Linked DNA regions of Mus musculus: all the other regions are linked to region 1. A link is a contact called in public HiChIP or PLAC-seq, capture Hi-C and promoter capture Hi-C data. All regions are on one chromosome and are shown on one strand. The core of a region is the stretch at or near the end of the contact, and the rest is flanking DNA. Distances in the headings are between cores, read along the strand shown. Region 1 holds the start of Tmem52 (transmembrane protein 52). Region 2 holds the start of Plch2 (phospholipase C, eta 2). Region 3 holds the start of Rer1 (retention in endoplasmic reticulum sorting receptor 1). Region 4 holds the start of Aurkaip1 (aurora kinase A interacting protein 1). Region 5 holds the start of Atad3a (ATPase family, AAA domain containing 3A). Region 6 holds the start of 1500002C15Rik (a long non-coding RNA gene).

The links. Promoter capture Hi-C pulls out the DNA fragments that hold promoters and counts their contacts. HiChIP or PLAC-seq counts read pairs in DNA pulled down with a chosen protein or histone mark. Capture Hi-C pulls out chosen DNA fragments and counts their contacts.
Region 2: a capture Hi-C map of macrophages shows a contact between it and region 1, with 5 times the contacts expected there. The contact joins the promoter of Plch2 here to the promoter of Tmem52 in region 1. A contact is called at or near these places in 1 of 39 promoter capture datasets (pre-B cells), 1 of 115 datasets of contacts at active chromatin or transcription factors (bone marrow-derived macrophages) and 1 of 9 other capture datasets (macrophages).
Region 3: an H3K4me3 HiChIP or PLAC-seq map of bone marrow-derived macrophages shows a contact between it and region 1, with 2.1 times the contacts expected there. The contact joins the promoter of Rer1 here to the promoter of Tmem52 in region 1. A contact is called at or near these places in 3 of 39 promoter capture datasets (the C10 cell line, cranial neural crest and hippocampal neurons), 2 of 484 Hi-C or Micro-C datasets (both in cerebellum), 3 of 115 datasets of contacts at active chromatin or transcription factors (bone marrow-derived macrophages, double positive thymocytes and embryonic stem cells) and 1 of 9 other capture datasets (adipose tissue).
Region 4: a promoter capture Hi-C map of stem cell-derived epiblast-like cells shows a contact between it and region 1, with 2.1 times the contacts expected there. The contact joins the promoter of Aurkaip1 here to the promoter of Tmem52 in region 1. A contact is called at or near these places in 1 of 39 promoter capture datasets (stem cell-derived epiblast-like cells) and 2 of 9 other capture datasets (adipose tissue and pancreatic islet).
Region 5: an H3K27ac HiChIP or PLAC-seq map of embryonic stem cells shows a contact between it and region 1, with 8 read pairs. The contact joins the promoter of Atad3a here to the promoter of Tmem52 in region 1. A contact is called at or near these places in 2 of 39 promoter capture datasets (hippocampal neurons and liver), 6 of 484 Hi-C or Micro-C datasets (B cells, double positive thymocytes, embryonic stem cells and 2 more), 6 of 115 datasets of contacts at active chromatin or transcription factors (all in embryonic stem cells) and 4 of 9 other capture datasets (adipose tissue, embryonic stem cells, liver and 1 more).
Region 6: an H3K27ac HiChIP or PLAC-seq map of embryonic stem cells shows a contact between it and region 1, with 5 read pairs. The contact joins the promoter of 1500002C15Rik here to the promoter of Tmem52 in region 1. A contact is called at or near these places in 8 of 39 promoter capture datasets (the 3T3-L1 cell line, cranial neural crest, embryonic stem cells and 5 more), 1 of 115 datasets of contacts at active chromatin or transcription factors (embryonic stem cells) and 3 of 9 other capture datasets (embryonic stem cells, liver and pancreatic islet).

The regions. Positions count from the first base shown.
Region 1 is chr4:155,467,235-155,471,847 of GRCm38.p6, reverse strand. Tmem52 (transmembrane protein 52) reads right to left here and starts at 2,734. Exons shown (of 5, transcript NM_001253856.1): 1 at 2,638-2,734; 2 at 2,502-2,545; 3 at 2,345-2,386; 4 at 1,681-1,859; 5 at 990-1,577. The coding sequence starts at 2,703. The coding sequence ends at 1,318.
Region 2 is chr4:155,009,038-155,013,650 of GRCm38.p6, reverse strand. Plch2 (phospholipase C, eta 2) reads left to right here and starts at 2,626. Exons shown (of 22, transcript NM_001113360.3): 1 at 2,626-3,012; 2 at 4,514-4,613. The coding sequence starts at 2,667.
Region 3 is chr4:155,083,571-155,088,183 of GRCm38.p6, reverse strand. It overlaps Rer1 (retention in endoplasmic reticulum sorting receptor 1), which reads left to right and starts at 1,831. Exons shown (of 7, transcript NM_026395.2): 1 at 1,831-1,979. It overlaps Morn1 (MORN repeat containing 1), which reads right to left and starts at 1,607. Exons shown (of 14, transcript NM_001081100.1): 1 at 1,503-1,607; 2 at 692-763. The coding sequence starts at 1,578.
Region 4 is chr4:155,829,289-155,833,901 of GRCm38.p6, reverse strand. Aurkaip1 (aurora kinase A interacting protein 1) reads right to left here and starts at 2,633. Exons shown (of 4, transcript NM_025338.4): 1 at 2,167-2,633; 2 at 1,832-1,919; 3 at 1,105-1,550; 4 at 804-1,011. The coding sequence starts at 1,886. The coding sequence ends at 910.
Region 5 is chr4:155,759,014-155,763,626 of GRCm38.p6, reverse strand. Atad3a (ATPase family, AAA domain containing 3A) reads left to right here and starts at 2,529. Exons shown (of 16, transcript NM_179203.3): 1 at 2,529-2,825. The coding sequence starts at 2,624. Atad3aos (ATPase family, AAA domain containing 3A, opposite strand) reads right to left here and starts at 2,435. Exons shown (of 3, transcript NR_027972.1): 1 at 2,341-2,435; 2 at 1,850-2,242; 3 at 67-257.
Region 6 is chr4:155,732,362-155,736,974 of GRCm38.p6, reverse strand. 1500002C15Rik (a long non-coding RNA gene) reads left to right here and starts at 2,533. Exons shown (of 2, transcript XR_001784583.2): 1 at 2,533-2,590. Ssu72 (Ssu72 RNA polymerase II CTD phosphatase homolog (yeast)) reads right to left here. Exons shown (of 5, transcript NM_026899.3): 5 at 3,096-3,502. The coding sequence ends at 3,401. Tmem240 (transmembrane protein 240) reads right to left here and starts at 2,171. Exons shown (of 4, transcript NM_001101506.1): 1 at 1,829-2,171; 2 at 1,471-1,577. The coding sequence starts at 1,885.

The DNA of each region.
Region 1 (4,613 bases), core at 1,485-3,984:
TCTTAAACATCTTCTCTCCACTAGGGTCTCCTTTTTAACTGTATGCCCTGAAGGATAGCCAAGTAGAAGGTAGGTTACTTCCTACCCTCTCCTGGACAGGTGGGCAATGAGGAGCTCCTGGAGAAGCCAGGTATCCCTACAGACTGAATGCTTGGCAGCTGAGTAGATTAAGGGATACGGGCGTGTCTTTGAGATGTTCCATAAGGAGAGCCAGGGGAAGGTGAGGAGTGGGGACAGCGAATGAGCCTGCAAGGCATTGACTTCACCAAGAGCGACCTGGCCTATGCGGGATGTGGACGGGGCTGGCAGGGTGTGGGGTGTGGGTACAGTCCAGGTCTGTGGTCACCTGTGCACACGAGTGGGGAGAGATGCAGCTAGAGAAGGAAGGGTGGACCTGGGAGCCCTAACTTGATTCTTGGGACAGTAAGACTCTGCAGACAAAGGGTTCTTTAACTGTGATGGCTTCCTGGGGGATTTACTACGAGAAAACCCAGGATTAGGAGGGTAAACTGAGGGCAGCTCTGACAAGAACAGCAAGGGATAGACTGAGACATCTTCATGGAGGACCTTGGGCCTGGAGGTTGGTGGTGCCTCAATAAATGAGGAGTTCATAAAGGTACCGGAAGGTGGTGGCCGAGCGTGAAGCCTTGGCAGACGTGCACTGATGAATGTGTGTGAGACCCTCGGGAAAATGGAGGCTGACCCAAGGAGACTGACAGGGATGGGGATTGAGTGTGGGTTTCTCTCCGACCCAACCTGGAGGGAAGAGGTGGGCCTGGGTAAGGGAATGTGGGCACACTCTGAAGTTGAAGATCATTTTTCTCTGACCTCTGGCCCTTCCCACTGTCCAGATGTGGGCTCTAAACGCCAGCAGGAAGAGCAGATGGACACCCCCCACCCCAATCCTGTCTGTTTACCCTGGGGTGGCTACCCAAGGCCTGCTGGACACCCTTGGCGGGGGCACTAGAACCCTTTCCGCAAAGACCGAGAACATGTTTACGTAAACTTTATTTTCCCCTCAAAGGGCTGGCATGCCAGTGGGGTTTGAGCTCCCAAGATCCAGGCTCCTCCGGGATGAGGGCCTGCTGGGCCCCGGATGGATGGGAAGGGTGAAGAAGAGGGGCCAATACAGGGGCAGGCTGGCTGGCCAGGCATTGCATAGCAACGAGGCCGCGTCCGCAGCAATGTGCTGGATGGCTGGCCTTCCCAGGGGAAGGATGACACAGGTGGGGCTCCTTGGTCCTAAGTGCCAGGAATCCAGGCAATGGTTTAATGGCTCCAGAAGAGAGAACTCCCACCCTTTTCAAGCGGGCTTGACTAGGGCCGCTGGGCACTGGGGCCTGGCTCCTGGGGCCCTCCAGTGGTCTCTGGCTCCAAGGCCTCAGGCAGAGAGTTGGTTTTCTCAGAGGGAGCTGCCACTTCCTCCCTGGCTTTTATCATCTTCACAACTTCATCGTAGGAGGGTGGCAGCTCAGACGCATAGAGGCTGTAGGTGGGAGGGACCATGGAGTCAGGGTCTGGCTCTCCAAAGTACAGGGGCAGCCGCATGCCCAGTGGGTACTGCACGGAACTGTAGGCTGCAGGGAACAAGAGTGGGTTTATCAAGATGGCTTGGCATTCACCCCACGGTGTCCTCAGCCCCCAAGCCCCCATGCAGGCTAGTGGGTTCCAGACACTCACAGGTCACAGTGCTGTGTGCGGGGCTATCACTGTCCACTGGGATGACTGTCCCGTCACAGGGCTGCCACGCCGCTGGCGTGTGTGACTGGGTGTGCGTCTGCTTCCTGAGGCAGCAGAATCGTACACAGCTGGCTGTGACCCCACACAAAAGCATCAGGAGTATGGCGAGCAGGATGAGCCTGGTAAGGAAGAGCAAGGATCTACCGCGGGACTGGCCTCCTGTTACTGGGCACCTGCACTCGGGGGCCAGTCATGCCTAACTACCCAAAACAGGATAACCGGCAGGTGAAAAGAAAGTAAGAGAAGTCTTTCCATGCCAGACACTTCCTCAGCTGGATTCAGGCCCGAGGAGCCGCCTGCACTGGTCTCTTCCAGCTGGGGCCAGTCCTAGCTTGGCTCTCCAGTGCTGGCCAGGGATGGCCTTGGGTTCACTCCCAGGACACACTGTCCCCAGGCAACTGCACAGTCCTTGTGCCTTCTGCTGAGGATAATCGGGTCTGGTTTCCAAGGCTGCCTAGGGCTCAAGGGCTCTTCAGACAGCGTCGAGGGAGTTGGGGGCAGCAGATGCAGCAGGTGAGGCAGAAGGGATTGTGGAGGTCCTAGCCATGGTCTAACTTCAGAGGAACTGTTGGACCAGAGGGTTGGCATGGTGGATTCCACTTACCCCACATGCCATAGGCTGCTCCAGCGGGCCTGGGGCGGGCACCTGCGGGGACAGCGGCACCTGAAGCAGGTGAGGTATCTGCTAGCTCACTCCACCGCTCCAGCCTTTCCCAGCACGGTCCAAGTTCTGCCTCTCCCCTTGGCCCCCAGCTACTTACTGATCCGAGGGGTCACAGTTGCGGTCCGCGGAACCCAGCGTCACCTGTAGGGACAAGGGTGAGCCTGAGCAGGGCGGGACCGAACTCAGGGCCGCCCCTCTTGCCTTAAACCCGCTGCGAATGAGGCCCAACCCACCTGGGACAGAGGCAGGAGAGGCAGCAGCAGCAGGATCCCCTGTGTGGCTGACGGCCCCGGGGCCATGTTCCTTAGACAGAGCGAAACTCAGTCCAACACCGGCTCAGCTTTATGAGGCCCCGCCCCTGGGCCTTGTCAGCTGAAGGTCCAGGGTCACGCCCACCTTGGTATGCGTCCCTCCTTGCTCTCCGTTTTTTGTTGCTCTTTTTTTTTCTAGTAGAAGTTTGAGAGCACTTGCACGCGCGCTCACACACACACACACACACACACACACACACACACACACCTTTCCCTCTGTGTCATCAAGGATCAAGATCTTTCAGTGGGAGCCCTAAGAGGGAATAGAGCAGTATTCTCTCTGGGCATGGGACATGGGTCTGTCCGTCATATATCTGACTGATGCCTCAGCCAGCCACCTGTATCTCCTATTTTCCCCATCCCCATCCCCAAACCAGGTCTCCTGAAACTTGTGGTCAGGACTGCACTGGGTTGTGGCCTCTCGGGAAAAGTAGAATCCACCCTCACACTTCACAATTGGCTAGGTTAAAAAGGGGTGGGGATCTACACCATTAATATGCTGGGCCTTCCATTTATTTATTTATTTATTACATGTAAGTACACTGTAGCTGCCTTCTGACACTCCAGGAGAGGGAGGGCATCAGATATCATTATGATGGTTGTGAGCCACAGTGTGGTTGCAGGGATTTGAACTCAGGACCTCTGGAAGAACAGTCAGTGCTCTTACCCACTGAGCCATCTCTCCAGCCCGTGCTGGGCCTTCTAGGTCATCATTCAAGGACCTTTGCTATGGATCCTCTGTAGGGATACCTCCGGGGAATGGCCCATTTGGCCCCTGGCTCTGGACTACTAAACCACTGCAGACAGACCACTTTCCAAAAAAAAACATTTGGCTTTAAAGATCGCATTCGTTGACCACTCCTTGCTCAACCTGGAATGCCTGCTTCTTCTCCGGAAGTGGCTGCTGCTTCTCGGGGGAATCTCCTTAATAGTCCTCCCTCCAGGCTAAGAGCTGGGCCGGCTGCTCTGCCCCCCACTACTAGGGGCTATTAGAACACTAGTGATCAAATTGCAGCAGGTGGTCAGCACAACCAGGCTGGCTAAGGGAGGATAGGAGGTGTACCAGCCCTCTGTCCTGCCTTCATTTCTTCACTGTGCACATACCTGCATGTATCTTTGGCTTTTCCCTCAGTGGGTAGGAGTTCTACAGCTGTCCTATGCACTTGAGACCTGTGCCTTGCCTCTCAAAGACCCTCTCTGCCAGGTCAATGAGCTTAGTTCCCATGCTGTTTCTGTCCTTTGCTGTGTCGTGGCTGTGCTTGGTACCGTAGGGCCAGCAATAGGAAGAGTAGATGTCAAAAGTGCAGTGCGAGGCTGGGACCCAAGTCTGGAGTCCAGAAAAGGGAAGGATCTGCTCTTGCAGAGGACCTGGGTTATATTGGTCTGGGATCAGAAGGAAGTGGCCTGCCTAGGGTAGTGCCTTCTCTAGATTTGTCCACTCATCTGGTCTGGAATCATGTCAAGGGTTTGAGAAGTGGTCAGCTACCGTCAGGGAAGCCAAAGGCCTGGGCCTGCTACCTACAAGGTCGATGAGCAGGATTCCTGCAAAATGGCTGGCTCAGTTAAGGGCCATGACAGGGTATAAGGCATCAGGGGCACTAAGGGCTTTCATGAGTACAGTGACCCAGATAGATGTCATCACCCCCATTGCCCTGCCGGGCCCAGGAGGGCTGGGAAGGCTCTCTCAGTAGCTTGTCCCCACTGGGTGGCAAAGTTCGTATGCTGCACAGGCAGGCAAGGCAGGCAGGCAGGCAGGCAGGCTGGATGTGCTCCGAGAGAAAGCTTTCAACAAGCTGTACTTCAGAGGGAAGAGCTCGTGCGGTGATGGAATGGGGTGCAGAAAGCAAAATCCATCCTTTTCGGAGAACTCTGAGCTCAGACTCACGGGCCGGGCCCCG
Region 2 (4,613 bases), core at 1,377-3,876, 460 kb after region 1:
GCAGATGAAGGGCACTCTGGGGCCCCAGAGTCCCTCTGTGACTTTAATATGAGGAGCTGACTACCTCTGGCCTCTGAGAATGACCCAATCACCCACCAGACTGGACCTGGGTCCTAAGTATAGCTATGGGCTTCTGGGTGGCCCTGTATAGATGTGAGGTCCTGGAAGCATCAAAGGGAGGCAGGGTACTCCTTCCATCCATTACAGGTAGCTCTTCTGGGAATGGCTGCCCTTCTCTCTGTGGCAGGGGCTGGGGGTATACGTCTGAGCTTCCCACACGGCTTAGGTGGCCAGGTGGTCAAGTTCAGTCCAGCTGTTAGTGGGCTTGAGTCCTGTGTGGCCAGTTACCTGGGCTCTTACTTGGACAAGCTGCCCATGGTAGCTTGCCCTCTGCCGTCTCCCTCAGCTAGGGTACCGGTTTGCTCAGTGGCTGAAGTGCCATGTCCACCTATCTTTTGCAGTATCAGAAGTGGGCAGGGTTACCTTGGTCCTCAGGACAGTGGAAGAGGCCTTACTGCCAGAGGCCTTACTGGTGGCCGGGTGTGAGGGAGGATTAGCTGGGCTTCTGACAGCCTAGTATGCACAGGATTATGGCCTGGGGCCACCCACCAGAAGGGTCAGGGAGTCTGGAGTGCAGTGCTCCGAGTCCTCCACTGGGGGCACTGTTGCTTCTAGATCTGCTCACCCTCTGAAGCCATCTGGGCAGCTAACTCCTAGAGAACGGTGGGAGACTGACTGGTGGATGGCTAAAAGCAGATGGGGGAGAGGGCAGAAGTAGCCAGCTCTGGAGAGATTTGGGAAGCGTGAGTGGCCCTAGACTGGGCTAGGCCCAGACAAGGGAAGAGAAGGTGTGTCCAAAGGTAGGGTACCTAGAGAGAACAGGACATCTGGAAATTCTGGTATACAGTGGTGTGTGTGTGTGCGTGTGCGTGTGTGTGCGTGTGTGTGTGTGTGTGTGTGTGTGTGTGTGTATCAAATGGGAAGTGCAGTGGCATGGTCACTGGAGGCCTAGGGAGGGCTGTAGGGATGTGGACAGCATAAATGTCATCCAGGGTGAAGCATTAAGAATGCCTGTCCCATCTTGCCCAGCCTTAGCAGCCCACGGTTTTCCTGACACCTGGATTTAAAAAACAAAAACAAAAACAACAACAAAGACCCCAGCTTTTATCCACTACTCACTGGGGATCCCGGGCTTCACCTACACAGGTGACCATGCCATCAGGTCAGGATCTCCTGTGGCCTGTCTCCCTGGGGAGCGCCAGGGCTGTGCTACTTCCTGTCCTGGTGGTAAATGGTTCCTTATGCTAATTTGTGGCAGAGAGGGCAGGCTGCCTGTCCACCTCCAGCCAGCAAGGCCTCTGGCCAAGGCTCCTAATTGGGTCCTGGGTTTGGCTGTGAGTTGATTATATTGGATCTGGCCCAGTGGGTCCTGATTCCTTCTGGCTGAGCTTCCTGTTGTCCAGGACACATGAACAGGCAGGCCAGGGTCAAGAGGGTGGGCTGGACAGGGGTACCCAGGCTACTTTGTGAAGCAGGGTGATGTGGCTATTGGATGTGGAGTCCCCCCTCCCCCGGCAAGGACTCCCAGGATGAGCTGTCCCTTGCCAGAAACAGAAGCCTGGTTAGGGAGGAAGCTGGGGTGCCGTGATCCAGAGGCGGTGAAGCTGAGATGAAACCCCACCTCCCTTTCTTAACCATCTCTCCTGTCTCTGCTTGCCCTGAGTAAACCATGCAAAGTTGAATGCAGTGATGAGCACGTCTTAGATGCTCAGTGGCCCCATAGGCTGGTGTGGAGTGGTGGCCGGTGTCCTGGCAGATGATCAGGGTCCTCTCTGGGTCAGGAGACTGTCATGAGAGATCTGGATACCCGGATATGTCCAGCCTTGGGTGCAGAGTACAGTGATAATGTGCCCTGGGTAGTGGGATATCCCCACAGCTTTGGTTCTGTTGGGCATGGGAAGAAGGCAGCTGGGGGGTGGGGAAGGGCTGGGATTTGGAGTGGAATCTGCACAAGGCTCAGGGAACCTACATTCTCCTTCCCATACTGGATGTCAAAGTAGAAAGGTCTGTCCTGTCTTGCCTAGCCTTAGCTGGCCCTGCGCTGGCTTAGCTCTGGCCTCCAGCCAAAGGGGACTGGGTTCTTGGCCCTGGGGTTTGGGACAGCATGCGTCTGCTTTTTTTGTCCCATCTGTGGACCAGCTCACTACCACACAGTGGGGATCAAGTTGGAAGTCCTTATACGTACAAGGATTTCAAGTAGCAGGAAGTGAGAGCTCAAAACAAAGACACAGATACCAGCTCTGGATGGGCAGGGTTAGGAAGACAGCCTCATGTAGGACCACACCTGTGGACAGACAGACTCTCCTGGGGGGCAGTGTCCTCACAGAGGCCCTCACTCCTGGTCTTGTAAGCACTGTTTTATGTCCCAGGAGGGTCCCATGCCTAACCTGTTACCTTGCCTCAGCCTCAAACATGAGTCTGGTGGCTCATGAAGCAGCCTGCTCTGAGCTGGCAGCTGGGCCCTCCCCTGGCCTAAATCCTTTGTCCAGCTGGGCTGAATCCAGCAGGATTACTGGGCGGATTGGCCAAGGATGGCAGGGTGAGGCTTGGCAGCTCCCCCACCCCTGGCATTCATCTTCTTCAAATAGGCCTGGAGGTTCTAGAGGATGGGCGGACTGGCCTGGGGACCATCCAGGGCCGCAGGCAGCAGTTGGGTCAATGCCAGTGGGACCTGGGAACAGCCCTTGCGGGGCTTCAGTGGGCTCCAAGGAGGAAGACGAAGAGGTAGAGGAGAGAAGGGGATCCCTGAGGAGCCCCTGTGCCAGCTGACACCTCAGCTTGGCCTGTCGCTGAGGGTCCCTTTTGGCTTGGGGGACTACGGCTTGGATATGCCTGGTCCCCAGCCGTCTGCTGCCAGCCAGACCACAGGAGCCGTGGCTTGCCTGGCAGAGGTACTCCTCTGGGTTGGAGGGAGCGTGGTAGTGTCACCAAGATGGCAGCTCAGCCTTGTAGGTAAGAAAGGGCAAAAACCAAGTCCCTCCTAGGGACTGGCCAAGCCCTATGGGGCCACAGGATGCATAGCTTCCTATGGAAGTTAGGGCTGCCTCTGGGGCCTGGGATCCTTCCTTCGCCACACCAACATCCCAATTCCTTTGCTTCTTCCTCTGGGATCTCCAGGCCCAGAAACATTGCCTCTTTGCCCCCAGCCAGAAATCCTGTCCACCTCCTTAGCAGAGCTTGGAGGGTGAACTCCAAGTGGGAAGAAGGCAAGGCAGAACTGGAGCCAGAAAGCCCTGGTTGAATGTGCTGGGGGTATGGGGGTGGCTCATGTGGCTTCAGAGCTCTTTCTGAGGGGGGTCCTTGGAATTTTGTGGGGCAACAATACCTTCAGTGTAGCTATGGAGGCATGCAGGTGTAGACACAATGGTCTCTAGATGGTGTCAGGGAGGCCCTGTACTGTGAAGCACTGGACAGAAGGAAAGGGCTGTTGGGTGGCCAGTAGAAGGGTTCAGTGTGTGGAGTGGCGGAGGCCCTGGTCAGGGATGCCTGGTTCACTTGCTGCTCCTTGCTCCAGCAGCAGAAGGTGCACATTCAGTGGCTTAACTCTAGAACCACATCAGGGTTCTAGAGTAGTCTCTGTCCCCAAACGCTACCTCAAATGCACTAAGCAACCACGCTTGTGTCCCCACTGGCTGTGTCCCCTAGAGAGCCCTATCTACCTTGACTTTCCACCCCATGCCTACAGTTCCCCTCTGCTTATGGCCAGTAAGAGCTTCCTCCAGAAAGCCATCTGACCTGGCACCACTGTGGTTTTCTGCACCTCCTGTCTGCTGATGTTTCATTGCTGGCACTCAGGAGATTTGTCCCCCTGGCTCCTGGGTTTCCTAGGCATAGATAGGCTTGGGTCTGGCCTGAAGTCCTTCCCCTGGGACAGAAGTTGACAAAGGAGGTGGCAGGTGGCTCAAGGGGAGAGGAATAAGCTATGGACTTGAACCCAGCACCTCAGCCTCCCAGCTCTGTGCCTTTCTATAGGGTTTCTCGCTGACTTGGCTGCTCATGAGACAGGTGATGTTCCTGGTGATGCCACAGAAGGGTCAGTAGGCTGTCAGGAGTGGCCCATGGCACAGGCTAGCTGCCAGGTTTGGTGCATGGTGCCTAGGTCCACCTTGTGCCCATTTCTGGGAGCTCCCTGTACAGTGGTCTGGGCTTTGGTCTTTGTCTCTGACTATTTGGCAGTCTGAGCAAAGGCCACTTAGGATCTCAGTGGTTTCTTGGACTGGCCCAGGTGTCAGGGGACAGGCCAGTGCCGAATGTCTTCCCTGGTGCCTCAACCCACCTCCAGTGGGCCTGCGTCCAGCAGAGAAGGGGTGGTAACCTGTCTGTCTCATGTTTGGACAGGACCACACAGGCCCTTGGGAGTGAGGTGAAATTACCAGGGCTCTCATAGCTTCTGTCTATCTGTCTGTCTGTCTGTCTGTCTGTCTGTCTCTGTTGCGTGTCCACCTGTGTCTAGTGGAGCGATGCATGAGTGCCATGCAAGAGGGGACCCAGATGGTGAAGCTCCGTGGCAGCTCCAAGGGATTGGTCCGCTTCTACTACCTGGATGAGCACCG
Region 3 (4,613 bases), core at 582-3,081, 380 kb after region 1:
AATCTTAAAAAAAAAAAAAAAAAGACTGGCCCTGAACTGAAGAGATCCCCCTGCCTCTGCCTCCGGAGTTGATTTCTTTCTTATTAGAAACAAAGCCTGATACCTCGCTTCCATTAACTCTAGCTTGGGAAAACACAGCAGAGCCTCCATGTTGTAAGAGAGGCAACAGGAGGCAGCCTATTAAGAACACAGCTGCCTTTCCCCAGGAATCAACAGATTCAATAATGTCTCACAGCAAAACCTCCACATCGCCTGGCCTTTGTCTGGTGGTATATTCTATAAACTGGAATGCTCACAGACACGAGAGAACAGGGTTCTTTCGTGCCCATGTTTACCTTTTTTTTTTTTTTTTTTTTTTTTGAATACAGAGACACTAAGGCTGATGATTAGAGGCCTGGATGTCCAATAACAAGCATGCAGGACGCCATGATGGTGTTTGTGTGTGACACTCTGGGTCTACTGCCCCACTCTTTCCCTCCCACCAATAGTTCCACCACCCACCAGCATGTGATGACCTCCAAGCCTACAAGAATTGGTCTTACATTGGTTCCACCATGACTGGGTCCAAGTGGTAGTCCCAGTGTGCAGGCGCAGTACCAGGCTATGCTTGGTACAAGACTGACTGCCTCCCACACCTTTTCTCAGGAATCTGGCTCTGGAATGAGCTCTGCAATGATCACAGGCTTCTTACCGTGTTTCTTGCCTCCCTTCCATTCTCCTTCATAGCGGAAGAAAGAATTTGGGTATACATATACGCCATAGCCTGTGTTCGGAAAAGAAGATGAACATAGCAATGGTTTGCCATCAACAGACACAGAGATGGGGCAGCTCAGGGTCTGGAGTAGTCTGCAGGTCATTTCTCATCAGTCTCTTGAACATGACAGGATGGTTAATTGCTCAAGATGGGTGCTCCCTCTCCCTTGCTTGGGTTTTGTTACATGGATAGTACTGAGGGAAAGGCAGGCCTGGCCAGAGGAGGGCTAAGACAAAAGCTGATTGTAGGCTCTTTAAGAGGAGGCGGTGAGGGCACGGAAGCAGTCAACAAGCTCCGTGAGGATACAGCAAAGAGCCCACCCTGCCAGGACCGTCACTATCCTCCTGTCCCCACGGGACAAAAATCCACACTCACTCCTAATTACTCCTGGCTGCCTCATCTTTTATCACGCAGCCAGCTCTGAGACATCACACCCAACACCCATCTCTCAGTTCCTGAGATGGATAAGCAACCCCACTGCTTTCTTGCCAGCAAGTCGCAGCCTGGGACGGGAAGACAGTGGCACTAGCATGGACTCTGACCTCATATCGATCCTGTTTCTCCGGTTTTAGAACAACTTTTCATCAGACTGCATTGGGCGAACCTCGTGTGCTCACCCAGCCAGCCTGACCTCAGCTCTACCTGCCCCCCCTGACGCAGGGTCGGCTGGCCGTGAGCCTGCAGCCTGGACCACGCCTGTGGAGCACGCGAACGCGACGGAGCTCCAGCGGGGAGACGCAGCCCGTACCGTTTCGCGGCGGCAGTCTCGGCGAGTGCCGACGCGGCTGGAGCGAAGCCTGGTAGGGATCGCCAGCTGCCTCCATCTTGCCGCCAAAGTTTCCCTAGCAACCATAAAGCTGCCTTCCATTGGCCTCCGGTTGCCATGGGGCGTGGCCAGGAGACCATAACATCCGAAGCAGCGGCGCCGGATCCGGAGCCTGAGGACGTCAATGCGCCTGTGCACCACGGCACGTTTCCGCCAACCCCGTCCTTCCGCCGGGAAGCGCTCCCGCCAACGGCCTCTGCGTCCATACCGGAAGCGGAAATGGTTGGAGCTTGGGCCCCGCCCCGCGGCCATCTTGGCGGCTGGAGGCGCCGCGGGACGGAACGGAAGTGCCTGTGCAGCTTCCCGGATCCGGAGCCGAGCTCTGGCGGCCGCCCTGCCCGCCATCCTCCTTCCGCAGCCGTGAGGGAGACCGCGGCTCGGCTGCACCGGAGCTGCGAGGTGCTGGGGGTGGGCTGGTGGCGCGGACCTGGTCGGGCGGCACACCACCGCCTTCCTCTGGGCTGTCAAGGCCACGGGCGAGCCGGCGGGCGGCGGGCGGGCGGGGCCGGGCAGCGCCTTTGAGCCTGGCGAGGGGTTGCCAGGGGCGGGCCGATCTCCGAGAGGGGTGCGCGAGGGGACTGCTGAGCGCTGCCCGCCGCGGCTCGCGCGCCGCCCCGACCCCCCGGCCCCAGGTCGTGGAGGAAGGTGGCCTGTTGTTGCCTGCACAGATCCAGGCGGCATGTGTTAGGTGTCCTCTTGCTACCCCACTACCGTGTTCAGTTTCGGGGCACACGTGTAGGAATTAAGCCCGAGCGCGAAGACAGTTACTGAATGGATCGAAGGGGTGCTGGTTAAATGGGTCTAGATTATATGGTGACATTAAGGCAGTAAAATGTCCAGCCCTCCAGGCTGTACTTCCAGCGTGGAGCAGATAAGGCTACATTGTCTCCCTTAGCAGGGTATCAGTGCAAGAGGGCTTCATACTTCCACATTGAGAACCCCCAGTGGCTTTTCTTTCTTAGTTCTTAATAACAGATACTATCCAGGAGGTGGTGGTGCACGCCTTTATGTGAGGCAGAGGCTGTGAGTTTGAGGCTAGCCTGGTCTACATGGAGCAACCCTGTTGGGGGCGGGGGGAAGACTTAGAGACTAGTTATACGTCTTGGAACTGCCTGTTTTTTTGATGTGAGTTTTTTTTTTTTTTTTAACCCTCATTAAGGTGCTCAGAAGAGCATCAGTAAACCCATACTCAGCCCCTTAGATCCAGGTTGTGTGTTGGGGAACTGGTTGCGGTGGAGGTAGAACATAGAGAAAGGGCTGGGGATGATCCAAGATGATCATTTCCCACCCCACCCCCAAAGGTGAGAGGGGCCCAGAGAGGGAAGGACTCAGAGGGGCAGGGTCTGGAAGGGTTGACAGGGAACAACTCTTGAGGCATGCAGGTGCAAGAGGCAGCGACCCCCAGATGCTGTGCAGAGCGCTTTCTTCTCTGTGGTGTATTACTAATTTAGGAGTGATGGATTGCAGAAACTAGACAAATGATGGGCTCCAGAACACGGGGGTAATGTTCTGTGTGTGGTACTTGTCCCCCTTAGAACAGTTTTTGTCTTGTTTTTTTTTTTTTTGTGACAGAGCATAGAGCAATTTCAGTAGATATGTGACAAGCACTGTAGGTCGTGAGGCCCATCCTAAAACAAATCAAGGTCCCTCAGGGAGGAGCGTGCATTCCGGTGAGAGGAGATTGAGAGATTACTAGAAAGGGATTGGAAAACAGTTGTTACAGAAAATGCAAACAGTGACGTGACATGGAAACGTGGAAACGGTGGTCATTGTGGACAGCATGGAGGGCCTCTCTGACCTTTAGTCTGAATGGAGAGAAGAGGATTGCAGCTAGAACAGCTGGTATGAGGGCTGCCCTAACCCAGGAACAAGTCTGAAACATTGAGGGCTGGCACTTGGTTCACCACAGGCTGCCGGTAGATCCTCATGAGAACCCTTTGAGGAAGGCACTGAGGTGCTCGCCCCGTTTTCCAGGTCCGAACCCCAGGCATTCCTCAGTGGCTGTCCCAGATCACACTGCTAGGAAGTGCAGTGCTGGGATTTGAAGCCGGCAGTGGGACTCCAAAGTTCACATTCTTAATCTCTATGCTGCCTCTCTCGGGTTGTTATTGGCAGTGAGTTTAATCAAGATGTAGAGCAATGTTTGTCTGATAATCAAAACTTGACTAATGTGTTCTAGGTAGGCTTTCTACGCATCATCTGAAACAGAGTTTTAAGATCAGCTTAGAGTACAGACTTTAAAGGAGCAGCTCCATCGTTTTTTCTTTAAAATGGCCTCACTGTGTAGATGGGTTGGTCTGTAACTCACTATATAGACCAGGCTGACTTCAACTCACCTGCCTCTGCCTCCTGAACTGGGACTAAAGGTGTGTGCCACCAGGCCTAGTATTTTCCTTTTAATACTACTCTTGTCTCAATTTAAGCAAAAGTTTTTTTGTTTGTTTGTTTGTTTTTTTGGGGGGGGTTCCGAGACAGGGTTTGTCTGTATAGCCCTGGCTATCCTGGAACTCACTTTGTAGACCAGGCTGGCCTCACTCAGAAATCCGCCTGCCTCTGCTTCCCATGTGCTAGGATTAAAGGCGTGCGCCACCACGCCTGGCACAAAAGTGTTTTAAAAATCCCTGTAAAATAATGGGACATTTTCGTATACTATAGGGTAAAGAATTTGACTAACACAGTTGGGCTTTGGCCTAAGTGGAATGGCCATTCTAGGTAGTATACTCTAATGTGGCCTCTATTTAAATGTGGAGTCCCCCAGATAGGGGGAGCCACAACTAGGTTCTTCAGTTAAATTGTGAGCATTTCGTTTATGCACACACCTGAGGCCAAAGGGCGTTCTCATTCTCCTGGGCAGCTCTGAGCACTGTACTCAGTGGACCCAGGAAGTGGCAGCACACTGGCAACTCTTACTGCAGACTTGAGACTGAGTTCTGTGGGTGCTGCGAAGGTTGTCACATTATGTGGCCACTTATATCTGGTTCCAAAGGACCCCAGGGCTGAGGCAGGGTGGGCTGGAGGTGTTGGATCTCTCCT
Region 4 (4,613 bases), core at 1,384-3,883, 360 kb before region 1:
AACCGGTTCACTGATTCACATTCATTGGTCAGGGGCACAGTTGGATCCCAAGGGACATCTGGTTATCAATATCATCTAAGCCAGCCTAGATTTGTTAGTTCAGGTGATATCGGAGAGCAGGGTTCATGAGGGCCCGCGTGGCCTAACAGATGCACTGTTCAGTTCCCAAGCTTATTCCTAGCTCCCTCATAACTTGGTATACAAGGCCAGGGTCCTTCCAGGTCCTCAACTATTCAGAGCATACACTCCTCTTGATGCAGGGATACTCTTCCCCAAGCTAGACTCTAAAAACAGCATCTTCTGTAGTAAGATGTCAACACTGAACCTAGCAAAACACACCATCCAGGCAACCTTCCTGATTAATGCTCCCACCCACACGGCTGAGGAGCCAAGCAGAAGCTGGGACATCTGGGAACACTGGCGACCCACCCCAATACCCTGTCCCTGTGGCAAGACGAGTCCATCCCAGCCAACAGGGCAACTTAAATGGCTCATCAACTACAGAGGACCACGTGCCATCTCTTGAGACATCTGAGCTTCCCTTTTCTGCTTCCCTCCTGAGTCCTCACAGATCATCTCTTACTCCATAATCAGCACTCCCCTTAACCCAGGTACCCCTCAGCTCCAGGACACCAGGACACCCAGTATTCACATTGATGTCCACCTTCCTGGAGCTGTTCAGTGGTCCCAGAGCACACATCTCTAAATGAGGCAGATTAGTCAGGCTGGAGGTCAAGGACAATTAGGCACACTTGGGCCCTGGGTTCCTATGACAGAGTCTTTTTTTACCCGAAGAGATCTCACACCAAGCCAAAGAAACTCTAGGTCGGCCTAGAATAATTGAGTCCTTCCAATATTTATTATAGTGGGTCAGAAGCAGCAAGAGAGCCAGAGGGACAGGAACCCAGATTATTTGTTCTTCAGGTAGATCTTCGGGGTCTGCCAGTTCTCAGGGGCTTCCTTCAGGCCTGCCTTAAGCCAGATGCGCTTCAAGTCTTTCTCAAATTTGATCTGCAAGGGCAGAGGAGACAACCAACTTATTATAACGAGCAAAGCCTCTTTTAACCACTGTCAGTCTAGGTCCAAGGGAGTGCCCATATTCACCTGCTTCTTCTTCAAACGTCCTTCCCGGACCTTGCGACGTAGAAACCGGGTCCTTTTGACCAGTTTACGGTACTTGTGGTGGTTCATCTTTCGCCTTCGGATCTTCAGCACGTTTTTGCACTGCACTGGAGTGGCATCCCAGGCTTCCCTGACTCCCTGCTGGGCTTCCTCCTCCCCCTGCCTAGGTGGACATTCGTAGAACTGGGAGGGAGCCAGAGTCACTGGGACCTCGACATTCCGTCTGGGCAATAAGTATTGAGCAGTCAGCCAGCTCTCTAGAGGACTGATGGCCATCTTCCTGGGGACCAGGAACTCCTCAAGCTCTGACTGGGTCCTCTTACCAGGGAGGGAGGCAGCCCGACTTGGGCTTGCAGGCTGCAAACTGTAAAGGGGTCGAAAAGCATAGCTGCCAATCACCCCGGAGCCAGGGCAGGAACGACTGAAACCTGGGGAAACAACACAGTTGCTACTAGTGCCATCACAGCAGATCAGAACACCACTACTACCCAGGCTAGGGCAACATGTAGACCCAAATGGTAAGGCCTGCCCCTTATCCTTCCGTCTGGAGTTGTGATGTGCTCCTACATACTACATGCAAGCTCGCAGGAAAAGGTTTGTGCCCAGGCTCTTATTCCCAGTAGCGACAGGAGACTACTGAAGGCGAGCTGGGCCGCGATGATTCCCATCCCCAAGTCAGGTGTGGATTCCGCGTCCAGGGGCGTCTTACCTGCCCAGGGAACAACAGTCCTGGCCAGCCGTGAAGTCAGGCGCGCCAGGAACATGGTGAGCAGTTGGTCCGGCGGCAGCGCTCAAAGCTAGAACACAGGAACCAGCTGAGGTCACGCAGCGGCGACGGGCAGTGCTCTCGGCCGCAGGCCTCGCATATCCCATCACCCTGGGTCCCCCTGACCCGCGATAAGGAGACATCTTCAAAAGTCGCTCTGAGCGCAAATCCTGTCCCTACTTCTCTCCACCAGCGTGGTCGCTGTAAGCCGCCCACCCACGGTTCCCGCTCAGGCAGCGAAACCCACAGCGCAGGACGATATCGACGCTCGCACGCACCAAACAGACGCAGGCCAAGCGAGCTCCGCCGCCGCTCATCATCTGAGCCCCGCAACAGGCCCACCGAATCCCGGAAGTTAGGACCGATCAGGTCGCCTCTGACCTCGACCACTTCCGGTCCCTGGTCCTACGCAGCGCCCTCTGGTGCCCGGCTCTGCGCTAACTCGATCCTTGCGTGCCCGAAGGCGATCGCTTCCGGTTGGAGGGGACGCTTCCCCTGCCGCTGTTGTCCAGCAGCAACAACGTTCCGGGTAAAAAGTGCCCACACCCGACACCCACCACAATCCCGGAGAGTGCTCTCTGCGTGCACGCGGACTTTACAGTATATATATATATATTTTTTTCCTTTCGTCTCTCCCAAGCCGGTTAGCCTCCGGGTACCGCCATGGACCGTAGGACTGCGGAAGTGACAAGTGGCGCTCCTCCTGTTAGGGCGGCAGGTCGTTTAATAGTCCTGTGGGATAGGCTGGCTGCAGAATGGGGCGCTCTGCTTCTTGAGGCCTCAGAAACTCCGCCCTGTTCCTGCTCCGCGGTCCTACCCTGCCGCTAATCTCAAGTGAAAAAAGTCCTAATTTCTTTAGTGTGCCCTGAGGAAAAAAAAATTTTTTTTAAAGATTTATTTATTTTTTATTATATATAAGTACACTGTAGCTGTCTTCAGACACTCCAGAAGAGGGAGTCAGATCTCATTACGGATGGTTGTGAGCCACCATGTGGTTGCTGGGATTTGAACTTCGGACCTTCGGAAGAGCAGTCGGGTGCTCTTACCCACTGAGCCATCTCACCAGCCCCCTGAGGAAAAATTTAAATATCCTCACACACACGTTAATTTTTATCCCAAAACTTAAAAGCAGCTTCTTCAGAATACGGCTGCTGCTTTCCTTGGCAAGAGCCTAGCAATCCACTGCACCTCAGTGTGGACCAGAAAGTCCTGCTGGCTCCGATGGACAGGGGTGCAAGACTAGGGTTCTCCTTCATTTGAGAAACTACGTATGCCTCGCATGAGGGATTTCTGTGGATTCTTAACACAAAGTGGCCAAATATCTCATTCTCAGGCATTAACCTAGCTAAAGTTACATAAACCAATAAGAGGGCAGAAATTGCAGGCTGTCGTCCCAGCTGTGTAACTGAGGTCACAAAGTGATGTTGCGTGTACCCTACCTTCGAGAGGGGATGCTGGAGATATTTGTCTTTTCTAATGATGTTTCGAGAGGGGAGGCACAATGTGCACCTGCATATGCCACAGCACACATGGAGTCATTTCTCTTCTTCCACATTTAAGGAAGTGAATTCCAGGGATCTCATTCAAGTTGTCGGGTTTATGTGGCAAGCACTTAACCACTGCGCTAGCCCAAACAGGAAGGTTTATGCATTTTAGTCTGTCTTTAGTTCAGACTCTCACCCTGGGTTTAGCCACAAAAGGCAAATGGAGTCTCTAGATTCCAGCCCTCACCTTGGTGCTCCCAGTCCTCAACATGGCCAGCTTTTATTTGATGTGTTTCTCCTTGGATTGCATAACTAAAGGTTCAAGGAGATGAATAAAAGTAAATAAATCCATCAGAGAAATGGTCATGTTCACAACAACCCGTATCGGGACAGGTCTTTGTAGAGTCAGGGACAATAAGAGAAAGGGCAAGTGGAAACAAGTTTTGGAAAGAGACCAAGCAAAGCATCCTCCTTACACAATCCCGGGAACTAGCAAGTTTCTAGTCTTCCAGGAGGTGAGTAAAGCCAACCTTGTTAAGATCCCTATACTTTCCTGGGTGGTGGTGGCCCACGCCTTTAATCCCAGCACTTGGGAAACAGAGTCAGATGGATCTCTTTTGAGTTGCAAGGCCAGCCTGGTCTACAGATTGAATTCTAGGACAGCCAGGGCTACACAGAGAAACCCTGTCTCAAAAAACCAAAAGACCCCCTGTATCTCAAACAGGCTCCAGGCCAAAACAGAACATGCCCAACCAGGGCAGGGTAGCTGCTTGGCCATGGTGGCAATAAAACACAGACACATAGCCATGACACCATGACATTGTATTGCTACTGTAAACTAACCTTGCCAAGGCAGATCTGGAATTGCAAAGGTTAATCCTTCATAAAAACCTAAGAAAAAAAGCACTGCTGGGGCTGAAGAGATGGCTTGGTGGTTAAGAGTACTTCCTATTCTTCCGTGGGATTTTCGTTTGTTCCCAATCAGAAAGAACCCGAAAGAAAGAAAGAAAGAAAGAAAGAAAGAAAGAAAGAAAGAAAGAAAGAAAGAAAGAAAGAAAGAAAGGAAGGAAGGAAGGAAGGAAGGAAGGAAGGAAGGAAGGAAGGAAGGAAGGAAGGAAGGAAGGAAGGAAGGAAGGAAGGAAGAAAGAAAGAAAGAAAGAAAGAAAGAAAGAAAGAAAGATCACTCACTGGTAGAAGATTTGGGGGGAGAGTCTGTGTAAATTGTTTTCTTTAGAGTATAA
Region 5 (4,613 bases), core at 1,280-3,779, 290 kb before region 1:
AGTGAGTTCCAGGACAGCCAGGGCTACACAGAGAAACCCTGTCTCAAAAAAGCAAGCAAACAAACAAAAGTATGTTTAATTTTAATAGTGTTCATGACCTGTGCGGGTTTGTACATGTATCTGTGAGTTGAGAGGATTCAGAAAGGAGTTACAAACAGCAGGGAGAAGCTTGATGTTGTTGCTGGAAATAAACCTCAAGTCCCCTAGAAGAGCAGTGCATACTCTTCTTAGCCACGAAGCCGTTCTCTAGGCCCACGCTTTAAAAAAAAAAAAAATTGAAAAAGTCAAGATTCAGAATTTTATAAAGGTTATGTGCTTACCAAATACAGCAAAAGACTGAAAGGTGTGTGGCTTTAAAAGCTCTGACCCCCTAGCTGGGCATGGTGGCGCACGCCTTTAATCCCAGCACTCAGGAGGCAGAGGCAGGCGGATTTCTGAGTTCGAGGCCAGCCTGGTCTACAAAGTGAGTTCCAGGACAGCCAGGGCTACACAGAGAAACCCTGTCTCGAAAAACAAAACAAAACAAAAAAACAACAAAAAAAAGCTCTGACCCTCCTTACTTACCCATCTAAGCTCAAAGGCGACTGCTATGAGAGACGTGGTTTGTCCATTTAAAAACAAACAAACAAACAAACAAACAAAAAACCCTTATGGCCAATGAGTGATGTCTGGCTATTGCTGGGAAACTCATTTGGTTTTGTTGGGGGACAGGGGTCACAGGTAGAATAATCTTAGGATTTAAATTTAAGACAAATGGTGGTGACCTACACGGTTCATCCAAGCATTTGGGATGTAGCAGATTTCTGAGTTCCAGGACAGTTTGATCTGCAGCTTAAGTTCCAGGAGTGTCAGAGCTCAAAGAAACCTTATATCAAGAAACACTGGACAGTGATGGACAGTGATGGAAGCAGAGCTAGACTTGCTTATTGAGCTAGCTGTACAACACATCTTTGCTGATCTTTGTTGCAAAGAGAGAGGCCTAGTTGAGAACTTCTCTTGGCATTCCTCTTGGTCCCTCCTACAGAGGCGGTGGCTTGGCTGTCTCCGTTAGGTTGTGTCACCACTGCTGATTCATGTTTGTTATCCAGACTATCGAACTGGACTGTTAGTGTGTTTGTGAAGTGTATGGGAATGGATGGAGCTGCTGCTGTTAACCTGGGAAATGAACTGTTGATTTTCAGACAACATAGACAGGAGTTGTTCCAAAGAACCATTTCTAAACAGGTCTACCTCCCCCATATCCTTTTTCCACTATCTCTGATGGGTGGTGGGCTATAAGGAAGGTTACAGCACTCAAGAACTATCATTAATAGTAAGATTTTAAAAAATTAAAGTTTTATAAAAAATAAATACGACTAATAACATACCTTCAACTTCCTTTTTTATCATTTAAAATTGCCTTTTGTCCAGTGTTAAAAAACAGTCCAAACAATTCTGTGAACTCAACCGGTTTTATGAAAGATGCCTGGACCCAAGACGCTGACTTTGGTAAATGTGGGTTCCTAGTGACAACTGCCACTGTCCATGCTACCTTCCACTTGCCCAAAGGTTAGGTCAACCCTAGGTCCAGAGCAGGCACCTGGCTCAGCAGGCTCCCAAGGAGCGCTCACTGGCTAACAAGCACAAGCCTGGAGCACCAGCCCTCACTCTAAGTAGCTCCTGAGTGTAATGTACCCTCTGCAGGCTCTGGGAGTCGGCTTGGCTTTCTGGCTTGTACTGCAAAGCAGCAGCATGCCAATAGCCGCCGTGGGTTGCCAAAACACCAAAGAGGATCGGGCTCAAAACACCGCCTGAGCAATCGTAGCAGAATGGTGCAGGATTGTTTGTCAGAGGCGCCCAAGTCTCTGACCTAAGTAACTCTCTTATTCTTATGCACGCTTGGCTGTAGGAGCCGCTGGCCTGGAGACGCTCAAAGCAGCCACAGATATACATGAATCCGGCTCCGAGAAAGCGTGGGGTCACAGCAGGGGTGCCCGGCCGGTCGAGGGGCGCCAGGGACCCCTTCTCTAGTCCTCCCGGCTGGAGGTCTCACCCCGATTACTTCGCCCTTAGTTGCAGTGACCTGAGGCATCTCAAGTCCGGAAAAAATTAGCTCCGGGAGACCCACAGCACCTTCAGGTTTTCCCTTCCTCTTCTGTTCTTTGGGTAGGATTCACAGCAGAAGAGTTCTGACCCTCCGTGGTGTGAGTCCAGTGTCTCTGATCGTCTGTGGGCTCTGTGGCTGGGGCGTCTCCATAAATGCCTATAGCGACAGGTACAGAACGACCCCAGAGGAATAGCACCTTTGCTTAAAAAAAAAAAAAAAAAAAAAAAAGTTTTCTAGGATGAAGGCACACCCACCTCGAAAACTTTGCTCCTATTTGCCTGGTCCAGGAGCTCTGTCCAGTTCCGCCTCCTTAGAAAGCTGGGCAAATCGTGCCACCGACGCCACTGGCGTCCCTATGTCAGCGGCCAATCCGGCGGCTGAGAACGTCTTGACCCTCCTAGGTTTCCGTCGTCCAGAAGGAAGGGGTGTGGCTCGCGCCTGCGCAGTGAGTCGCGCCCGCGGCGCGTGGTGACTGCGAGGAGCCTCGCGAGTCACGCTCCGGTACGGTCCGCCGAGGGCGCGCGGAGCTTGCAGACCATGTCGTGGCTCTTCGGCATCAAGGGCCCCAAGGGCGAAGGCACAGGGCCTCCGCTGCCCTTGCCGCCCGCTCAACCCGGGGCGGAGGGCGGCGGTGACCGCGGGGCGGGAGACCGGCCATCGCCCAAGGACAAATGGAGCAACTTCGACCCGACGGGCCTGGAACGTGCGGCCAAAGCGGCTCGCGAGTTGGAGCACTCGCGTGAGTGCGCGGGCTGGGCTTGGCGGGCCGAGGCCCTGGGAAATGGGAGGTTTCTCTCGGAGGCACTAGCTGCTGCCCTTAGGACTTTGGTCCTCTTGACGTCTTAGCAGCACAGTGGTCGTTCGCAGCCGTACCTTTCAGGTGACCTGAATGGCCGCTTATGGGACATTTGGTCATAGCCGTCCTGCATTGGGGGAGACCCCGATCCTGCCACCCTCTTGCACTTGTAGCTGTCAACACGTAGGTCGTAGGAGAGACCCTGTGCCAATGTTGGCCTTACCTACTTTACTGTTGGGCTTTCTAGCTGCCTCCACGTGGTGCAGGCCAAAAGTCATAGCCAGGTCAGGCGATCCTGTGTTGTGGTAGTTAATAGCAATCTCTCACTTAAAAAGGAGAGAGTAGATGTCGTGTTTACTATTGGATGATAGCATTCCACTGTGGAACGTGAGGTGAGGGTGTCCGTAAAGGTTGATCCTCTCTGAGACAGATTTTAGCATTGATGGATCCCAAAGGCCAGGACTTTTCCCAACAAATGACACATTTTTGTTTTGATGTTGACAGTTTGTGCCAAAGTGTAATGTAAGGTGGATTTTTTTGATTATTTTGCTTTGTTTGTTCTTGTTTTTATAAAGACTGTGCAGCCCTGGCTGAGACTCCTGTAGACCAGGCTGTCAGAGAAATCACAGCTCCACCTGCCACGGCCTCCTGAGGCGTGTGTCACTATGCCTAGCTAGTTGAAATATTTTTAAGAGCCTGCAGGGGGCTGCAGAGATGGCTGAAAGGCTAAGAGCACTTGTTGCTATTGTAGTGGACCTGTGTTCAATTCTGTGCACCTATATGACAGCTCAAAACCTTCTGTAACCCCAGTTTCAGGGCATCCAAGGACTCCTCTGGCTTCTAAGGGTACCAGACATATACATACTTATATGCAGGCAAAAACTCAAATACATAAAAAATTTTTTAAAAGCCTGAAATGTCAGCTTTGTTGAATGAATACTTATTGAAGGATGTTTCCATTCTCAATTTTGTGTTTATGCGGGTGTTCTGTTTTTCAAAAGATCCTATAGGGAAGCCCTAATTTAAATAGGTATAATATGCAGACCCTCTGAGAGAGAGTCTGGCACTTGGTGAGTCAATTCTCTGCTCTTGTAGGAAAAAAAAAAGTCTTGAGCTCATGCCTTTAATTCCAATACTTGGGAGGCAGAGACAGACAGATCTCTGAGTTTGAAGCTGGACTGCTCTGTACAGTAAGTTCCAGGCTAGTTGGGGTACACTGTGAGATCCTGTCCACTTTTGGCAATGGTCTCTTGAGCCCCACAGACTCAAATCTCCATATAGACATTCAGAGCCTTCAGATTGAGGTCCAGGGTCACCTGTCTCTTGAGGTCCAGCAGAGCTAGTAATTTTGTAAATAATCTATTGTGTTTGCTAGATAATCTCAGTGATTGGGTTGAAATGAGGAAAAGTGGCTGGTTTTCAAGGCATTTCCAGTATTAGAAGACTTGGCAGATGATCCCGTGTCCTGTTACACTGTTACGTAGGGGACAACTCTCGGTAACTCCTGGGTTGGGGAGATCACTCTCTAGACACACCTAGAGTTTCAGAATTGAATCTTGGCTATTAGTCTCACTAATGCAGGCTGTTGTATAGACTATGGAGAACAGTAGTTCCAACCCTCAGCTACATCCTGACTACTCTTGCATGTAAATTGCTCTTCAGGCGCTTGTCCTGGCAGTCCTGGAGGGCTTGCCCAGAGCATGCGCTATCTAGGTTCAGTGCCCTGGCCTC
Region 6 (4,613 bases), core at 1,284-3,783, 270 kb before region 1:
TTTGCACACACAAGCCTTACTTCAGGTTCCACTCTACAGGTGTCTGTTTACATGGGTCCACAGGTACTTGGGATGCTACATGAGATAGACATGTATAAACTGTGTAAATATACTCTAAGAACACACCCTCTGTGCTCTGGTGAACATTCAGTGTGCTGTCATGAACAGCACTTCATCAACCACCACCTTACAATAGTCCCGTATGTAGCACCTATTCCCAGTGTTCACGGCCCCAGTGGCTGGGCCCAGTATGCACATACTATCTTGGAAAGGCTTCAGAACTCACCTACAGACATGGCCTGGGAACAGGAGCGCTAACCTCATGTCTTTTCTGAGCCCTCTGATGTATCAGATAGACAGATGGTGTGCACCAAGCTGGAGCACAGGGCTCTCTAGGAATGTGTGACCACGCAGCAAATTTTCCTACCATGTCCAATGCATGTGAGGGTCCTGTATATCCACCTTCTACTTACTGTAACGTCCATGATCTGCAACACACTTGCCTGTACCCACAGCCATGTATGCACTTAGGATATATGCAACTGTCAAGACATACCCTATACCCCCGTGTGAAGGAACACCTCTGGAGCCGAAACATAGGGTGGGATAAGAAACTGAGGTTCTGGGATTCTAGCCCTATTCTTTCCTAGTTGTGTAACCTTGGGGAAGTCTACTCTGTAAAGCCTCCATCCACTTCCTCCCAGTCTGAACAGTAGGGACAACGGTTATCGCATGAGGGCATCTCTGGAATGAGTGCATGCGGATGTTCGAGTGCGCTGTGTACGCACATGTATATGCACAGACAGTACACACATGCGCGGCTCATGAGAAGATGTTTATTTCATACATGGACATACAAACATGCAAGGCCAGAAGACTTCATCACTACACATGCACAGAAGGGGAGGTCCCTGAAGGGTGTGGTGGGTCTCATTGTGACCTTGAGCAAACCCCAGCGTAGCTACTTCAGCTCCTCCCCTGCACAATAGTCATCAGTTGTGGCAGGTGTTCCTCAAGGTAGGCCCTTCCTATCTTGACCTCCTGCTCTTGCCTGCCATGGCCACAGTAGGCCCAGGAGGAAGACTTGGGTCGGAGGCAAGACTACTGCCCCAGGCTTAACCAGCTTCCTGGCTTCCACTGTGGACACTACTCAAGGATGCTGCTCTCAGGCCTCCGGGCCCTGGACCAGGAGGCTCCTTGGCCCATAATGCCACCACCAGGCAGCCTTTTCTCTAAAGGAACTGGAGGAAGGAGTTCCTAACAGACTCAGTCATGCTTCCTTTCCCAGGGAGCGGCTGGCTGACCTAGGGTTCCCGTTAGCCACCCCTCCCCCAGCACCTGGCGGGCAGAAGCGGCCCCCATCATCCAGCCAGGCTCTGCGGCCCAGCCTGCTCCGGGCTCACCGGCCAAGTGGGGCCCGCTGCACAAGTGTGATCACGCGTGTAGTGCCTAGAGCCGGGGCGCACTCACCGGCCACAGTTGCAGTGGCAGACGCGGTCCTCGCCCCGCAGGTGCGGGAGGATGTAGTTATGGAATCGGTCCAGCAGCGCGTTCATGTCCATCAAGCACGCGATGGCCTGGAAGAGCCCATGACCGGTCAGGGCGAGGAGTGGGCCGGGCCGAAAGGGGTGCCAAGGGGGAGTACTAGACTGCAGGGGTGGGTGGGTGGGTGGGGAAACGCAGGGCAACCAGGGCGAGGGCAGCGCAAGATCGCAGCGAGGGCAGCGCAGGCCGCACGGGCCGGTAAACAAGGAAGCGAGGTGGGGTAGGCGCGCGCGCGGGCGGGCGGCAGAAGCAGGGGGCGCGCGCGGGAAGCCCCTCCGCTCACCATCACGATCGACGCCCCCAGAATCATGAAGATCATGGTGTTCGCACTCATGGACATCGGGCGGGGCCGGGCCGGGCCGGAGCGCCGCCCCCCGGCCCCGGTGCCCCTCCCGGCCCCGGCCCGATGCTTAGCCCGCGCCGCCTCCGCAGAGGTCAGCGCTCGCGCGCCGGGCCGCCGCGGACCCCGGGGGCAGGCGCGGGCACAGGCAGCCGAGATGTGGGGGCTGACGTGGGGTCGCTCGCCTGTCGCCCGTTGCTGGCAGCCCTCCGCTCCGCCCTCCGGTGCTCCCTGCGCCCGGCTCCCTGCGGTCTGCGCGGCGGCCCCCTCCCTCCTCCCTCTTCCCTCCTCCAGGCTTCTCCCTCCCTCCTTTTCTTCTTCACTATCTCCTCCCTCCTCCTCCTGCCTCCGCCTCCGGGGAGGGACTTCGCCGCCCCGCGCCAGCATCCAGGGGCGAGGTTCTCCACTCCTGTCCCTGTGACGCAGCCCGAGACCCCTCCCCTCCGGCCTCGGCTCCACATTGTGCCCCATGTCATCAGCCTTGGCTCCGGTCTCCCTGCCCAGTGCCGCGCTGGACTGGGCCTTGGCCTGGACCAGGTGGTCGTTTCTGCTCTACTTCCCCAAGTAAGGCCCCTCCTTCTGGTTCTCCGGGTTCCAGAGAGGGACAGGAAGTGTCAGCACCCGCCTCCTCCAGCAAGAAAGTGCCATCAGAGGAGGGGCCTGGAAAGTCAGAGGAACCAGGGACTAATGACTACATGAGCAGAGGTAGGAGGGCAGGAGGGTAGGCGATACGGATGCGATGCGGAATGGGCCAAGTATGCCATAAAGATCGTGGCAGTTGTGGGAAAGACTAGGCGATTTCTGAGGAGGAAGGGGTGCTGGAACAGCTGCCAGCGTCTATGATCCTCTTGTGGCTGCCGGTCATGCTGGGATTGAGTCCCAAGCCCTGTGCTGGCCACAGAGCTGACAACAGAAGAACCAACCCTGCCCTGTGTTGGAAAGCAGGAAGAGGACAGCTGACCTCCAGCCCCCCAAGTCCAGACCCCACTGTATCTGAAGGTTCCAACAGGAGTTCAGTTATATCAGCTCACACAGGCCCTGAGCTGTTAAGGCACCAGGGTCCGGCCCTACTTCTCAGAAGGGTGCTCTCAGGTTTATCACAGGGTTGGACTCAATGGCCGAGTAGTCTCTTCCTCAGCAGGGAGTCAGGCCAGGAATTCAGGACAAACCAAAGACTTCTAGCAGCACCTATTTTGTGGCAATTCCAAGGTTTTTTTTCCCCTTAATAAGACAGCCTGTTGCTTTATTTAGGTTTCTGTACAATTCAGCAGTGGAGAGAAAAGGGCCAACAACAGACACTTGCTGTAGGCTGTAGAGTAAACCATCTTTATTTCTTTTGGTTAAAAACAATGGATTTGAATCTGGCATTTCTGCGTACGTCTCATTCCATATGTACAGTACATTGATGATGTACACCTAGCAGTAAAAACAAATATCTGAAAGGAAAACACACTGAAAAAGTGGCTTCAACAAAGGTGGCTGTGCAGGGCAGGCCATGCACCGAGCACAGGAGGCTCAGTAGAAGCAGACAGTATGCAGAAAGGCCCGGCCACTCTTCTCCTCGAACTCCTGCAGCAGCTCGTCGATTTCATTCTCCATGTCCTCAGTGTGCTGGATCTGGGAAAAGCACGGCCTTGAGTGAACCCGGGCATTGTGACGCGCCTTCCCTGACCCTGCCCTCCACTGATCTTCACTTCTGCAGGGACCCAGGCTTCAGGATAGCTCCCTCACAGCCTGTTCCTACCAGACATATACAACATATCATAGGAGTACCCCATATTGGGAGTGGGACGGCTAGATTCAAAGGGAGGCCTGGACCCCAAGGCTGGAACTCAGGTTCTGTTCTCAGGCGTCGTAGGTACATGAAAGCCTCATCAACCAGTGCTATCCCAAATCTGCAATGAGTGAAGTGAGGCACACAGATACCGGCATGCATTTTCCTACAGTCGTCCAGTGTGAATGCTGACTATGCTTTGTGCACTGCAGCATCAACTTCACATCTGGCCTCCACCCTCCAGACACCTATTGGTTCTTCTCCTGGTTGTGAAAACTTAAAAGGTGACCAGGCATTGCCAGTAGTAGTCCCTTGAATACTTGAAGTGAAGAAGGCTGGATGTTGAACACACTGTTCTGGCATGGCTACACAGTCTCCTTGGTCTCAGCCCTTTCTCCAGATCATCAGCTAGACCACAAGGTCAACTGCTAGAGCTTCAATAACACTAAGAGTGAAAGCAGTGTGGAGTTTAGCAGGAGTTTGGATCCCCCACGCGAACTTCCCCATCAGCCTTCACTTGGTAAGCCAAAAGGAAATCAATTCTGCCACAGTCAGCTAATCACAGTTCTTAAGGGCAAAAGTCAGGGAAAGGGGCTGGAGAGATGGCTCAGCGGTTATGACTGACTGCTCTTCAGGAGGTCCTGAGTTCAATTCCCAGCAACCACATGGTGGTTTACAACCATCTGTAATGAGATCTGACGCCCTCTTCTGATGTGTCTGAAAACAGCTGTACTTACATATAATAAATAAATCTTTTTTTTTTAAAAGTAAGGGAAAGGCACATGGTCCTTCCCAAAGTCCCTCCATAGCACCTGAACAATGGAATGCCTCCATACAGCAGCTACACAAGCCTTTAGGAAGCTCCTACAAGATTGCTTTTAGAGATGGATACTTAGATCAAGTGAAGGGACACAGACCCTTATACTGTGGCTGCTATCTCTTCCAGTCTCCAGA